Regions from separate parts of the Sus scrofa genome. Here all the other regions are linked to region 1. The links are chromatin contacts, called in public HiChIP or PLAC-seq maps. All regions are on one chromosome and are shown on one strand. The core of a region is the stretch at or near the end of the contact, and the rest is flanking DNA. Distances in the headings are between cores, read along the strand shown.

Evidence for each region. HiChIP or PLAC-seq counts read pairs in DNA pulled down with a chosen protein or histone mark.
Region 2: an H3K27ac HiChIP or PLAC-seq map of skeletal muscle shows a contact between it and region 1. The contact joins the promoter of CRELD1 here to the promoter of RPUSD3 in region 1. A contact is called at or near these places in 1 of 5 promoter capture datasets (liver), 3 of 47 Hi-C or Micro-C datasets (fetal heart ventricle, heart right ventricle and liver) and 2 of 2 datasets of contacts at active chromatin or transcription factors (alveolar macrophages and skeletal muscle).
Region 3: a contact with region 1 is called in an H3K27ac HiChIP or PLAC-seq map of alveolar macrophages. The contact joins the promoter of TTLL3 here to the promoter of RPUSD3 in region 1. A contact is called at or near these places in 1 of 5 promoter capture datasets (liver), 5 of 47 Hi-C or Micro-C datasets (embryonic fibroblasts, heart right ventricle, liver and 2 more) and 2 of 2 datasets of contacts at active chromatin or transcription factors (alveolar macrophages and skeletal muscle).

Annotation. Positions count from the first base shown.
Region 1 is chr13:66,131,452-66,135,931 of Sscrofa11.1, forward strand. It overlaps RPUSD3 (RNA pseudouridylate synthase domain-containing protein 3), which reads right to left and starts at 2,323. Exons shown (of 9, transcript XM_013981960.2): 1 at 2,168-2,323; 2 at 1,733-1,872; 3 at 275-319; 4 at 32-131. The coding sequence starts at 2,292. LOC106505669 (a long non-coding RNA gene) reads left to right here and starts at 2,359. Exons shown (of 3, transcript XR_002337652.1): 1 at 2,359-2,518; 2 at 3,251-3,472.
Region 2 is chr13:66,192,255-66,196,734 of Sscrofa11.1, forward strand. It overlaps CRELD1 (cysteine-rich with EGF-like domain protein 1), which reads left to right and starts at 2,541. Exons shown (of 12, transcript XM_001928892.5): 1 at 2,541-2,667; 2 at 3,191-3,383; 3 at 3,615-3,697. The coding sequence starts at 3,210. It overlaps IL17RC (interleukin-17 receptor C), which reads left to right. Exons shown (of 13, transcript XM_021069809.1): 12 at 1,737-2,304; 13 at 2,423-2,496. The coding sequence ends at 2,496.
Region 3 is chr13:66,092,072-66,096,551 of Sscrofa11.1, forward strand. It overlaps TTLL3 (tubulin monoglycylase TTLL3), which reads left to right and starts at 1,998. Exons shown (of 11, transcript XM_021069309.1): 1 at 1,998-4,151; 2 at 4,322-4,413. The coding sequence starts at 3,647. It overlaps ARPC4 (actin related protein 2/3 complex subunit 4), which reads left to right. Exons shown (of 7, transcript NM_001206535.1): 7 at 216-1,909. The coding sequence ends at 221.

The DNA.
Region 1 (4,480 bases), core at 1,073-3,572:
CTCCTACCTTCCTATCACCCTCACCACTTACTTCCCAGATGCTCGGACAACCTGGAGCTCCCGTTCCCCGAGCCCCAGGCACTGGCTCAACTCTGGAAGCACTGAGACCAACGTCAGCTCCCCTGGTTTTCCTGGAAAGAAAAAAAAAAAAAAAAAAGGAAAAATCCAAGTTGCTCCCATTGGCAACTTTATCCCCCCATGCCTTCTCTTCACTACTTCCTCCCCTCAGAGACATCAATACCCTTCTCATTACATCTCTTTCCCCCATCCATACCTGTCACTGGCAGACCCTGTGGCTTGTTCAACGTCACCAGAGGTCCTGAAACATATATTATATAAACATCAGCAATAGCAAAAGCAGCTTACAAAGCACTTTCTCAATACATACCATCCTGTGGTCCCGCTACAACTCAGACATGACTTATCCACTACACTCTGAACTGAATTTCTTTCTGTGTCTTGCATGTACTAAGCCTGCTGCCTGCTACCCCAGGGCTTTTGCATTTGCTGTTTCCTCTGTCTGATTTTCACATGGCTGACTCCTTCATTTCATCCTGGCTCAAATGTCTCAATCCCCAATCTAATGTCGGCTCCCTTCCTGTAGTTCCTTATCATTATAATACCTTTTTTTTTCTTTTTTTTTAGGGCCGCAACTGCCGCATATGGAAGTTCACTCTAGGGGTCAAAATGGAGCTGCAGCTGCCAGCCTCAGCCACAGCAATGTGGAATCTAAGCCACAGTCTGCCCGCATCTGTGACCTACACCACAGCTGGTGGCAACGCAGGATCCTTAACCCACTGAGTGAGGCCAGGGATCAAACCAGCATCCTCATGGATACTAGTTGGGTTCTTAACCCAGGCTACAAGTGGTACTCTTTTTTTTTTTTTTTTTTTTTTTTTTGGTCTTTTCTAGGGCCGCTCCTGTGGCATATGGAGGTTCCCAGGCTAGGGGTCTAATCGGAGCTGTAGCCACCGGCCTACGCCACAGCCACAGCAAGGCCAGATCCGAGCCACGTCTGGGACCTACACCACAGCTCACGGCAACACCGGATCCTTAACCCACTGAGCAAGGCCAGGGATGGAACTCGCAACCTCACGGTTCCTAGTCAGAGTCCTTAACCACTGAGCCACGACGGGAACTTCCTGGTACTCTTATAACACCATTTTATTCATAGCACTGTTGACTAGTAAGTACCTGTTAATTTATTTCCTGGTTCATCAACTTCTCCCACTGAAATGTTGGCTCCCTAAGGGCATGAACCATATTTATCTTGTTCAGTACTATATAGCCATGTCTAGAACAGTGCCCAGAACATAGCCTATGTTCAATAAATAGTTGAGAAAATTAATAATAAATTACAGGAGACTGAGACTCAGGGAAATTATTTTCCTAAAGCCACACAACAAGCTGATTACAGAGCCGAGATATGATTTCAAAGCTTGTGTTTTGTCCATCAATAAAAACTTCATTACAGCAATTCCCATTGTGGAGTGCCTACTGTATGCAAGGTTCTCTACTTACACCCCCCACCCCCACCCCATACCCCTGTACCCATGATAGTGAGGCACTGAAGAGATTGTGTGGCTGGTCCTAACTCCAGTGGCTAGTGGGAATCAGAACCAGGATTTGACCCAGAAGCCTTTAGTAGGGAGCCCAGCCAGGTACCCGGAAGGCTAAGGTGAGAATTGCTCCCCTTCTTAATCTGTCTGCAGCCGTCCCTCCCACTCCTCACCTTTCTGGTCCACCACAGCCTCCCTCAGTACATCAACCAGCTCTTCCCGACTGAGATTCTCTGGCTGCAGCAGCCTCCGGAAAGGTTTGTCACCCAAGGAGCCCAACCGTTTGCTAGAACCTCGGGATTGCAGCTGATGCCTAGGAAAAGTAAGGTAAGCAACAGGAGAATCATAACTTCCCGAGGTGCCACCCATTCTTATTTCCAACATCTCTCTCCAAATCCTGCGGCTTCCCACAAATGCTTCCGAAAGCCTGAGTTGGGCATCCTGAAAATTCAGGTTCAACTAGCTGCATTTTACCCCGGGGAGAACTGAGGCTCAGAGAGGTCAATTGACTAACTTAGGGTCACACAGCAGGGCTAACTGCTGATCCCGCACACACCCTCATCTTGCCCCAACCTCCCTCCCGCATGAAACAGGAGGTGCGTAATCACCTGGCCTCGGTGCCAAAGCCTGCGGCCTTGGGCACTGCGCAGATCCCCAGACCCTGCCGACAGCCGCCCCAGACCTGGCCCCAGACACGGTAGCCACCCATCTCCGGTGTGAGGATAGTGCGCATGTGTCCGGAAGGGCTGCCCCGGCTCGCTCACAGCGCTCTGATTGGTCAGACTGATTGTCAATCGGAGTAGCGAGGGTCAGAGCGGCGACAAGAGGGAGCTTTGCCTTTGCTAGCAGAGGAAATGCCGAAATTCCTTTTTGTGCTTTGGGGGAAACGGTGGCACAGAGCAGAGGAGGATTTTACTCGAGGTCAGGGGTCCTGCCTTAGGACAAAGGCAGGACTAAAGGTAAAGGTTTTCTGATTACCCTTGTAATTCTTAAGAGTCGTCTTCTTTTTCCCACACCACAGCCACAGCAACACCAGATCCAAGCCGTGTCTGCAACCTACACCACAGCTCACGGCAATGTGGGATCCTTAACCCACTGAGCACAGCCAGGGATCAAACCTGCTTCCTCAGGATACTAGTCAGATTCATTTCTGCTGAGCCACTGGTGGGAACTCCCTTAGGAGTTTTCTGATTTAAAAAACAAAACCAAACAAAAAACCCAAACAAACAAAAATACCATTGTGCACGATCTTGCAAGGCAAATTGGAAAAAAAAACCCACATTCATTGGTCCAGTAACTTTGTTTTGAAGAACACAGCTAAGTGAATAATCCAAAAGGAAAAAAAGGCCAGAGGCTCAAAGAGGGTCACCACAGCATTATTTATTAAAGCGAAAACAGAACAAATAATCAAAGTGGAAACATAAATTGTCTTATGATTAGAACTGCCAGGGAAATAAATCTTATCATCACCAATTTCAACATTTTTTTTTTTTTTTTTGGTCTTTTTAGGGCTGCATCTGCGGCATATGGAGGATCCCAGACTAGGGGTCCAATAGGCACTGTAGCTGCTGGCCTACACCACAGCTCAGGGCAATGTCTCCTTAACCTACTGAGGGAGGCCAGGGATTGAACCTGCATCCTCATGGCAACTCCCGAATTTCAGCATTTTTTTAATGTTAACTTTGTGCTAGGCCTTGACATCTGTGAACCAGAAAGAGATTTTTAAGACTCAGCCCCACCCACAAGAAGTTCACCTTTAAAATAACAGCATCACAACCCACCTTGCGGAAACCCTGTGGAGATGCTGAGAGAGAGAGAGAGAAGAGTGAGGAGCCCATTGGAATTGAAGAAAGTACGGGAGTTGTGAGTGACGAGCTGTAAAGAAGTAATAGAAGATTCACCAGGAGGGAAAGGTATGGGGAGGAGGAGAGGGAGGGGGCAACCAGAGAAATAAGACATTAAATGCAATAAACCAAAGAGGAATTCCCGAGGTGGCACAACAGGATCCACACCCAGCACAGGGGGTTAAGGATCCTACATTGCCGAGGGTTCGGCTCAAATCTGATCCCTGGCCTCCCGGGAACTCCTTTTGCCACAGAGCAGCCAAAAATGGGGCGTGGGTGGGGGAGGCAAAGAATTGGGTTCCATCCGGTAGTTATAGCAATAGAAAAGTTATTTTCTATTACTTGTTTGCTAAGAGCACTGTAACTTTCAGTTCTTCTTTAGCAATAGTGAAAGACTACAAATCAAAATCCCTCAAGAGAGGAATGGCTAAGTCAGTTGTAGCACATACACATGCAGCCATTAACCGAAGACTGTATAGATCTACATGTGCAAATGTGAATCAATCTCCAGACTATACAAAATCAAAAAAACAAAGTGAAGGACAGTGTGACTAGAATATGTGTATTATGTGCCTGTTATTTATATATATTTATTATATTTACATACTTCTGCATTTCTGAAAGGGTGTACACAAATGAGATGGTGGTTGCTTCTGGAAAGGAATCAGAAGTGAGAACATGTATAATTATTTTTACCCTTTGGAACTTTTTTTTTTTTTAACCTCATTGATATATTATTTTCTTCACACAGATACATACACCCCAGTTTAAAAATCTAAGCCAGATATAAAAGTATGAGGAGTTCCTGCTGTGGTGCAACAGGATCAGCAGTGTCTCTGCAGTGCCAGGACGCAGGTTCGAACCCCCACCTGGCACAGTGGGTTAAAGGATCTGGCATTGCCCCAGCTGTGGTGTAAATCACAACTGCTGTTTGGACCTGACCCTTGCCCCAGGAACTCCATATTCGGAGCAGCCAAAAAGGAAAAGACTCTATGATTCATAAATTTTTTTTTATTTATTTATTTATTTATTTTATTTTTGTCTTTTGTCTTCTTGTTGTTGTTGTTGTTATTGTTG
Region 2 (4,480 bases), core at 1,291-3,790, 61 kb after region 1:
TTTGTGAAGACTATGGGATGGTTTTTTGAGGAATTCCAAGGTGGCCAGGGTGGCTGGAGGATATTGGGAGGCAAGCTTCTGTCATGAGATGAGGATCCAAGGGCCACCTACGGCCTTGGGAGCCAATGTAAGCAATTTGGATGTTAAGAGTAGCAGGGAGTTCCCGTCGTGGTACAGTGGTTAACGAATCCGACTAGGAACCATGAGGTTGCGGGTTCGGTCCCTGCCCTTGCTCAGTGGGTTAACGATCCAGCGTCGCCGTGAGCTGTGGTGTAGGTTGCAGACGCGGCTCGGATCCCGCGTTGCTGTGGCTCTGGCGTAGGCTGGTGGCTACAGCTCCGATTCAACCCTTAGCCTGGGAACCTCCATATGCCGTGGGAGCGGCCCAAGAAATAGCAACAACAACAACAACAACAAAAAAAAAAGACAAAAGACAAAAAAAAAAAAAAAAAAAAAAAAAAAAGAGTAGCAGGAACTTCCTGAGAGGCTATAATCATTTTTGTTTTGTTTTGTTTTGTTTTTTGGCCACGTCCACAATATGTGGAAGTTCCCAGACCAGGGATCTAACACGAAGCACAGTAGCAACCCAATCTGTTGCAGTGACAATGTGGGAGCCTTAACCTCTTGCACCACAAGAGAACTCCTCAAATTTGTATTTTAAAAAGCTCTCTGGGAAAAAAAAATAGATAGATAGATAGATAGATAGATAGATAGATAGTAATAAAAAGATCTCTGGGCTGCCATGTGGTAATGAATTAGGGGCAAAAAAAAAAAAAAAAAAAAGAGAGAGAGATCAGGGGAGTTCCTGCTGTGGCACAACAGGATTTGTGGTGTCTCTGCAGCACTAGGATGAAGGTTCAATTCCTGGCCTGGCACAGTGGGTTAAAGGACCTGGCGTTGCCACAGTTGTGGCATAGGTCACAACTGCAGCTGGGATCTGATCCCTGGCTCAGGAACAACATATGCCGAGGGGTGGCCAAAAAAAAAAGAAAGAAAAAAAGATCAGGGACACCAGTTAGAAGGCTGCTGCAGTCATCCAAGAGAGTGAGGTCATGGTCAAGCAACCAGAGGCTTAGGGGCAGTAACATTAGCTGATACTTGAGCACTTACTATGCCCAGCATTGCGTTCAGTGCTTTATTTATATTAATACATGTAGTTCTCACAATAATCTTAGGAAGTAGATACAATTGTTATTTCAGTTTTACAGAGGTGAAATGAGACAGAAAGTGAAGTCATTTAGTCAAAGTCACACACAACATCTATGTATGATCTTTGTTCATACACTGGCTCTGACCCTATGAGCTGTGGAGTTGGGGTAAATCACATTCTCTGAGCCTCAGTTTTCTCCATCATGAAGTGGGGGGCCTCTAACAAGCCTGTCTTCTCCCCTGGGTCTCCTAGACACCCACCAGCGCTGGGCCCTGGTGTGGCTGGCCTGCTTACTTTTTGCCGCTGTGCTTTTCCTTCTCCTCCTTGTCAAAAAGGACCACGTGAAAGGTGAGCGATTCCCCAGGGGCTGGACTCCTCAAGTGGGCCTGGGAGCTGGCCAGGAGAAGGCGGCAGCTGGGCTCACCAGCTGCCTCCGCTCCTCTCCCCTAACAGGGTGGCTGAGGCTCTTGAAGGAGGACGGTCTTGAAGGGGGTGAGTGTGAGCCAGAGCCGCGGGTGGCGGCCCCCGGGCAGACCGGGCCTCCGGCCAGCTCATGTCTCCCCTCCCACTCTGTTTTATCCTGCAGCGGCTGCCGCCAGGAGCCGAGTGGCTTTGCTCCTCTACTCCCCGACGACGCAGGCTTCGAGCGCCTCGTGGCGCCCTGGCGTCAGCGCTGTGTCAGCTGCCGCTGCGCGTGGCCGTGGACCTGTGGAGCCGCCGCGAACTGAGCGCACAGGGGCCCCTGGCCTGGTTCCACGCGCAGCGGCGCCAGACCCTCCAGGAAGGCGGCGTGGTGGTCCTGCTCTTCTCGCCAGGGGCCGTGGCCATGTGCCACGAGTGGCTGCAGGATGCGGCGTCAGCGCCCGGGGCACACGGCCCGCACGACGCCTTCACCGCCTCGCTCAGCTGCGTGCTGCCAGACTTCTTGCAGGGCCGGGCACCCGGCCGCTACATCGGGGCCTACTTCGACAGACTGCTGCCCCCGGACGCCGTGCCCGCCCTGTTCCGCAGCGTGCCGGTCTTCTCACTGCCCTCACAGCTGCCCGACTTCCTGGGACCCTACAGGGGCCCGGCGCCCTCCGCTCGAGGCGGCTCGCGGAGAGAGCGGATCAAGTGTCCCGGGCCCTGCAGCCCGCCCTGGACAGCTGCTTCTGGTCACAGGAGACCGCGGGGACGGGAAGCGGGATGGGGCCAGAGGCAGGGGACAGGACTTGAATAAAGGCAGGAGCTATTTTTCTACTCATGTCTCCCACGCGTGTCTCTGTAACCCAGCGGCAAATCAGGACTGCCGCGCTCAACCGGTATCCCCGCGGCCCTTTAACAACCCCGACAGGTGCAGCCCGTAGACGCTTCTGGTTGGCTGGCATAGGGTGACGCAATGGCACTTGGCCCACCACTATTGGCTGTGGCGCGGGTTCCGCCCTCACAACTGCGGAGCCAGCGGAGGGTGCACGTCTTACGCAGCGGGCGGCAGCGGCGGCGTTGGGGAGGCTGAGCTGTTGGCGCCTGCGGGCTGGGTGGGTCGTCTTTTTCTCTCTCACAGCCTTCCTGGATCTGGATCCTTCCTTGCCCGCTCGTGGGCCGTGCCTCTGGCCTTTGCAGGCCTCGAACCTGACCTTTTCTCTTCATATCCGGATCCAGGCTCCTCCCCAGCCCCCAACCGGGGTTCCGGACTTCTCCTCCCAAGAACGTCCATCACTGGCGTCCTCTCCCCCAGTGCTTTGGAATCTGACCTTTTTTCCCTAATATCGCTGATCCGGCCCCTGGGAACCACATTCAGACCCTAAAACAACAGTCTGACTCCTATCCTCTTGCCAAGGATCCAAGCCACCTCCCCCCACGGTGACAGGATAACTTATTCCCACCCTGGAATTGCAGAATAGCGTCCTTTCCCCAACCATCTCCTTTCCCTCGGCCTTACCCCAGTCTAGCCTTCTTTTTAACAGATCTGGGGTCCGAGACCCACAGCACCTCAGAACCCACCCTTTTCTTTCTCATTTGGCTCCTCCAGCGAACCTTCTCCATGTCGTCTATCTACAGGTACCCAGTCTGGGAAAAGATGGCCCCACGGCCACCGAAGGGCCTAGCCCCAGCTCTGCTCTGGGTCCTGAGCCTTTTCATTGGCCTCCCAAGCCCAGTTTTGGTTCAGCCCTCTCCTCCTCCCCAATCTTCTCCCCCTACTGAACCTCATCCATGTCATACCTGCCGGGGACTGGTGGACAGCTTCTACAAGGTGGGTGCACCAGTGTAATGGGAGGGGTCCAGCTACTATGGCATAGGGGTTGAGGTCTGGGCACTCTGGAATACAAGTCTTCATGAAGTCAAGTTACGGTTTGGTTACTCACTGGTTGTATGGTCTTGAGCAAATTGCCTCTCGGTGTCCCAGTTTCCTTGTCAATGAAATACAAATGTTAGAATGTGCCAGGCACTTTACATAGCTATTCCCAACTTCCTCCATTTCCAGGGCCTGGAGAGAACCATCCGGGACAACTTTGGAGGCGGAAACACTGCCTGGGAGGAAGAGAAGTTATCCAAATACAAAGACAGGTAAGGAGGAGGCTGGAGGGGCGGGTTTATATACCTCACATCCCAATCTCTGCTCTGCTAGTGGAGGCCTGGAGACAGTTGGGGAGCACTTATTCAGCAAATATCACTGAATATCTGTAGGACAGCACTAAACAAAACAGGGAACATCCCTTCTTCAAGGAGCTTACATTCTAGTAGAGGATACAGACAGTGAATAAGTAAATAAAAAATGTCAAATCAGGGGAAGAACAATAAAACAGGGTGGACAACAGAATGGTGCTCAACACATGACATTCAAACAGAGACCCACGATGAAGAAGCAAACTGTGTAACAATCAGGAAAGGATTTGGACAGTCAGTGAGACTGACTTGGTGTATATGAGAGGTGGCTGAATTTGGAGTGAGCAGAAAGGAGAATAGTGGAAGGTGAAGACAGAGGGTCTTGAGGGCCACAAAAAGGAGTTTAGATTTCATTCTGAGTGTGGTAAAAAGTCATTGGAGGAGTTCCTGTCGTGGTGCAGTGGTTAACAGATCTGACTAGGAACCATGAGGTTGCAGGTTCGATCCCTGGCCTTGATCAGTGGGTTAAGAATCTGGCGTTGCCGTGAGCTGTGGTGTAGGTCGCAGACTTGGCTCAGATCCCGACTTGCTATGGCTCTGGCATAGACCGGTGGCTACAGCTCCAATTAGACCCCTAGCCTGGGAACTTCCATATGCCACGGGAGCAGTCCTAGAAAAGACAAAAAAAAAAAAAAATTTTATTTATACTTTTTTTTGACTGTGCCCATAGCATGCAGAAGTTCC
Region 3 (4,480 bases), core at 748-3,247, 40 kb before region 1:
TCTGCCTTGTCTAGTGCTAGGTTTTAGGGCCACTGCCTCAAAGGTCACTGCTGAATGCTGGCTGAATGAGGGTGTGCCCACAGAGTCTCCTGGGACCCAACTCCCTCCCACCCTGCAGAGATCTGAGCACAATGGCAGCTCGCCCACCTACCCACAGCAGACCTGCCAGGATACAATAATAACCACCATTCACCTCCTCTTTATTCTCTTGACAGTTCTAAACCATCTGGCTGGATTTTGTGGCCTTCCCCCTCAAGCTCCCTGTGTCTGCGAAGGCGTCCTGGAGTTACTCCCCAGAGCGGCGGTGGCAGCAGCAGTGGAGGGGAGCTGGGTTGGGGTGGGCGTTAGATGCGGGAGGGGGGTGGTATGCTTGCTAGCTGGGCAACAAAGCAGTGGACCTGCCCCAAGGCCATGTGTGCCTGGTCAGGCTGGCTTCTGATGTTCTGTCCCCTGGGCTGGGACAGGTTTTTTTTTTTTTTTAAGTCTTGAAACTTAAACTCTGTGCTTGTAGGAGACTGTAACCTTTTGTCTTTTTTTTTTTTTTTTTTTTTAAACAAACAACCTCCACCTCCAGTGGCTGTGACTGGTCCCAGTGATTGTACCTTATTGGTCGCTGTGGGTCTGGGCGGGCCTGGAGCCAGAAGGCGACTACTGTTCCTCGCCAGAGCCACCCCAGGTGGGGAGGGAGGGAGGTTTCAGACTCCACTTCCTCTCCCTCATCCTCTTATTCTGTGGATCCAGTAGAAGCGGTGGGGGCCCTCTGCCAGCTTCCTGAGCTCTGCCTGAAGATGGCCATCCAGCACTGGTTGGGGCCAAGGGCTGCACTGGTGGCCACCAGCCATGCCTAGGAGCTAGGGCCTGGAAGCTAGGCAACCTCTGGCCACAGGGGCCACTTCTTGCCCTCCCAGCTGAGAGGGGCTGCTGTTTTGCCTTGTCTGTCAGTGCAGTGCCTGTGCTAGAGGTAGAGAGGTGAGTTCTCTGGGGCTTCCAGCTGGGCCCTCCGCCTGCTGTGGCTCCTCTGCTCCCTCGCTCACTGTACCTTTTCTTATTCTGGTGGATCCTCCCTCCCCTAATTAAAGTCTCTTCTTGCCCCTCTGGGGCTGCATGAGGTCTGTGCTCTGTGTGTATATGTGAAAGGAGAGCTGGTAGGACTCGCTCTTCTACAAAACCATGTGGCTGGCATTCGGGGTCCCCACCACAGCTGTCTGATTGGCCCTTGACATTAACCTTGCCAAGGGCCCTAACCCAAGAGACCTGTATTGCAGTCCAGGCTCCTCCTGTTGCTGAAACTACGCTCTCTGCTTGTGTAGAGCTTTGGTTCTTTTCACATAAGAGATGAGCTCATTTGGAGTTCCTGCGTGGCTCAGTGGTTAATGAATCTGACTAGGAACCATGAGGTTGCGGGTTCGATCCCTGGCCTCACTCAGTGGGTTAAGGATCCGTCATTGCCATGAGCTGTGGTGTAGGTTTCAGATGAGGCTCAGATCCCACGTTGCTGTGGCTCTGGCATAGGCTGGTGGCTCAGCTCCAATTAGACCCCTGGCCTGGGAACCTCCATATGGCACAGGTGCAGCCCTAGAAAAGACCCCCCCAAAAAGTTTGAAATTCAATTCCTCAGTCCCACTAGTGTTCCATAGCTACTGGTGGGTAATGCCTCCCCTGTGACCCAGTAGATAGAACATTTCCCTTATCGTAGCAAGTTCTAGTAGACAGCACTAAATCTTAGTGACATCTTCAAGTAAAAGAAAAAAACTCCAAAACCAAAACACTGTTTGAGTCCTGATTCTTGCTGCTGAATTTAAGCAGGTTATTTATATTGTCTCAGTTTTTTAATCTCTAAATGGAGATAATGTAAATTTAACATAGTACCTGCCATATAGGTACTGAATAAACAACTGATCTTTCCACCAGCCCAGTATTCAAGCTGTTTGGTAACTTCCATTGCGCTAGGCATTGGGGGGGGGGGTGACATTATCCCTGTCTTGGGAGGGGACAATACAAAGGCTGGGTGTGTAAATAGCTGCACTGAAGTGTTTCATAATCACTAATGTAAGCCTTTGGGTGCCAAGAAAGGGTGTATTTATGGAAAAGGAAGTTGGGGAGAGGTTCAGAGGGTTGGCTTTTGAGCTGAGCTTTCAAAAGTTTCTTGCTTTAGGCCAAAAGGTCTCTTGGAACAGGACAAGGTGATGTTAAAAGGAGGAGGGGCTGTGGGTGGGGGCAGCTTGAAAGCTATTATCCCCTTTATGACATTGCCTCAGGCACATGGCTATTTCCTAGTTTCCAGCGAATGTAAAGGAGCTCACAGTGAAGCTGGATGTCCACTAGAATTTGGCAGTGGCTCACTCCACCCTCACTGGACAGCACTGCCTGTGTGAGCCAGAACTCTGATTTGTCACAGGTCTATCTCCCAAGGTTTAGAGCCCATAAAACCAAATCTACCAGTTGATGAGTACTGACTGGATGGTTGCCAATCAGCTAACCCTCTCCTGAGGACATGCCTTTTGGAAAGCCCAGTCACCAGCCAAAGGTTTGGAAAGGGTGATCTCAGTGGTAGATGTTGGCTGGACAGCTGAGCAGATGGCCCATCTTTGCTGTATGAGCAGATGTACAGTGACCAAACAAAGCTGGATTCTTAGATGCTGCTAGAGTTGCCCTCTCAAACTGTCCATTTGGTATTTACATGACCAATAGACAACAGTTCTGAGTGACAATGTGGACTTGTGTTTAATACTGTTTAAGTGTGGAGCTTTGGAGTTGGACCTGGGGTCCAGTGCTGCCTCTGCCGTGTGATTTAAGGCAAATGATTTAACGTCTTAGTGCCATATTTATCTCACCTGTGAGATTTGAGGGTAACACTTTCCTAGTATCTCCAAAAAGATTTCTTACAGTTTTGTCTTGAGGGCTGTTGCATGACTTCTATTTTTTTCTGCAGGTGACTCAAATGATGATTTTTTTTTTTCTATTTCCAAGTTATTTGTGGGGGTAAGGGGGTGCATTATGCACTTGACTGCCCTGGCTTTTAAATCTACCCTATAAGGACCTTACCCTAACCCCATCTGCCAGGCCCTGAAGATTTGATCCCCTGTCACCAGGCTACTGGCTTCCTTTTGGTTCCCCAGAAAGGTTTTTACCTTCTTCAGTGCTGTTGCTGAGACTTTTCTCTCCTTGGAATGCTGTACCTCCCCTGGCCTACTCCTTGCTACCTTTGCATTCAGTAGGCCTCAGCTAAATGGCATCTCTTTAGAAAAGACAACCTTGAGCACCTTATCCAAAGTATGCCCCCTTCCTGGTTTCAGTTGATTGTTTGTTCATTGCTCTCACATACCTTACAGCTATTTTATTCCTTTGTTGCTTGCTTCTTGTTTGTTTTCCCTCCACTGGGCTGTAGGCTCCGGGACCATGTCTAGCTCGTTCTTCCGGCCCCCAGCATCTAACCCATCGCCTAGCACAAGGTCCTCTGTGAATACTGTGTAATGAGTGAAGCCCCAGGAAGCGCTCCGTAAAGAATCAGGGCACTGTTAGGCCGGTGCTTTGTGCTTACAACTTCAGCGCCCCGTTTATTAACGGTGTGGAGCAGGTGGGGCCTGGTGTTCAGACCTCTGGAAGGAGCCCCCAACCAGTCACCGGAAGCCCGATTGTGTCAGGAATGGTTTCCAAGACAACAAAAAACAGAGGGCGGGGCCTCAAAGAGGGCCCCTCTTGGGCCCTCCCGCGAGAGGCAGCAGAGCGCCTACGGGAGGCGGGCTCGGGTCCGGGGAAAGCGCGTGCGCACGGCAAGCGGCGCATGCAGGTCTCCGGCGCCACGCAGCTCCTGAGCACGGGGGAGCCGGGGGCCACGCACCTGGGCTTCACCGCCTGCTACGGCCGGGATAGGGGCCCGGTGGGCAGCTGGCCGCGCAGGCCGCAGCCACCCGAGTCCCGCACCAGTTCTCCCGCCTCATGGCCCTGGTCCCGCCACTCCGAACTCCGACTTCCCGAAGAGGCTGCCGCAGGCTGCCAAAGCTGGGAGGGCAGCCTAGCCCTGGCGCGCCTCCTAGGTTGCGCCCTCGAGTCCTCCCCAGACCGCAGCCACGCCCAGGGCGCCGCGGAACCCCGCCCCCGCGGCCCTTCTCCCACCAAGACCCAGGAGGACGCCACGCCGCCGCCGGACGGTGAGGGCCCCTTGCGGCCCGCCACTCCTGGCCCGAGGCAGGCGGCTAGGACCTGGAGATTTGGGGCCGATATTGGAGTCCGGAGAAGAGCGGTAGAGGATGGGCATCCAGATGATGGGTAGAGAGAGAGAAGGGGTGCTGCCCCACCCCGACTCCGCATCTTTCTGCAGGTTCTCTTGTCCTTTGGCGAGGATTCTCCAAGGCGTCTCAATACATGGGCCGGCTCAGAAATGCCAAGATCCACGTGGAGAGAGCTGTCAAGGTCGGAGAGGGTTGCGGGTCGGGGGTTCTAGAAAGGACCCTGAAAGCGTCTGAGCCTCCCTGCACTA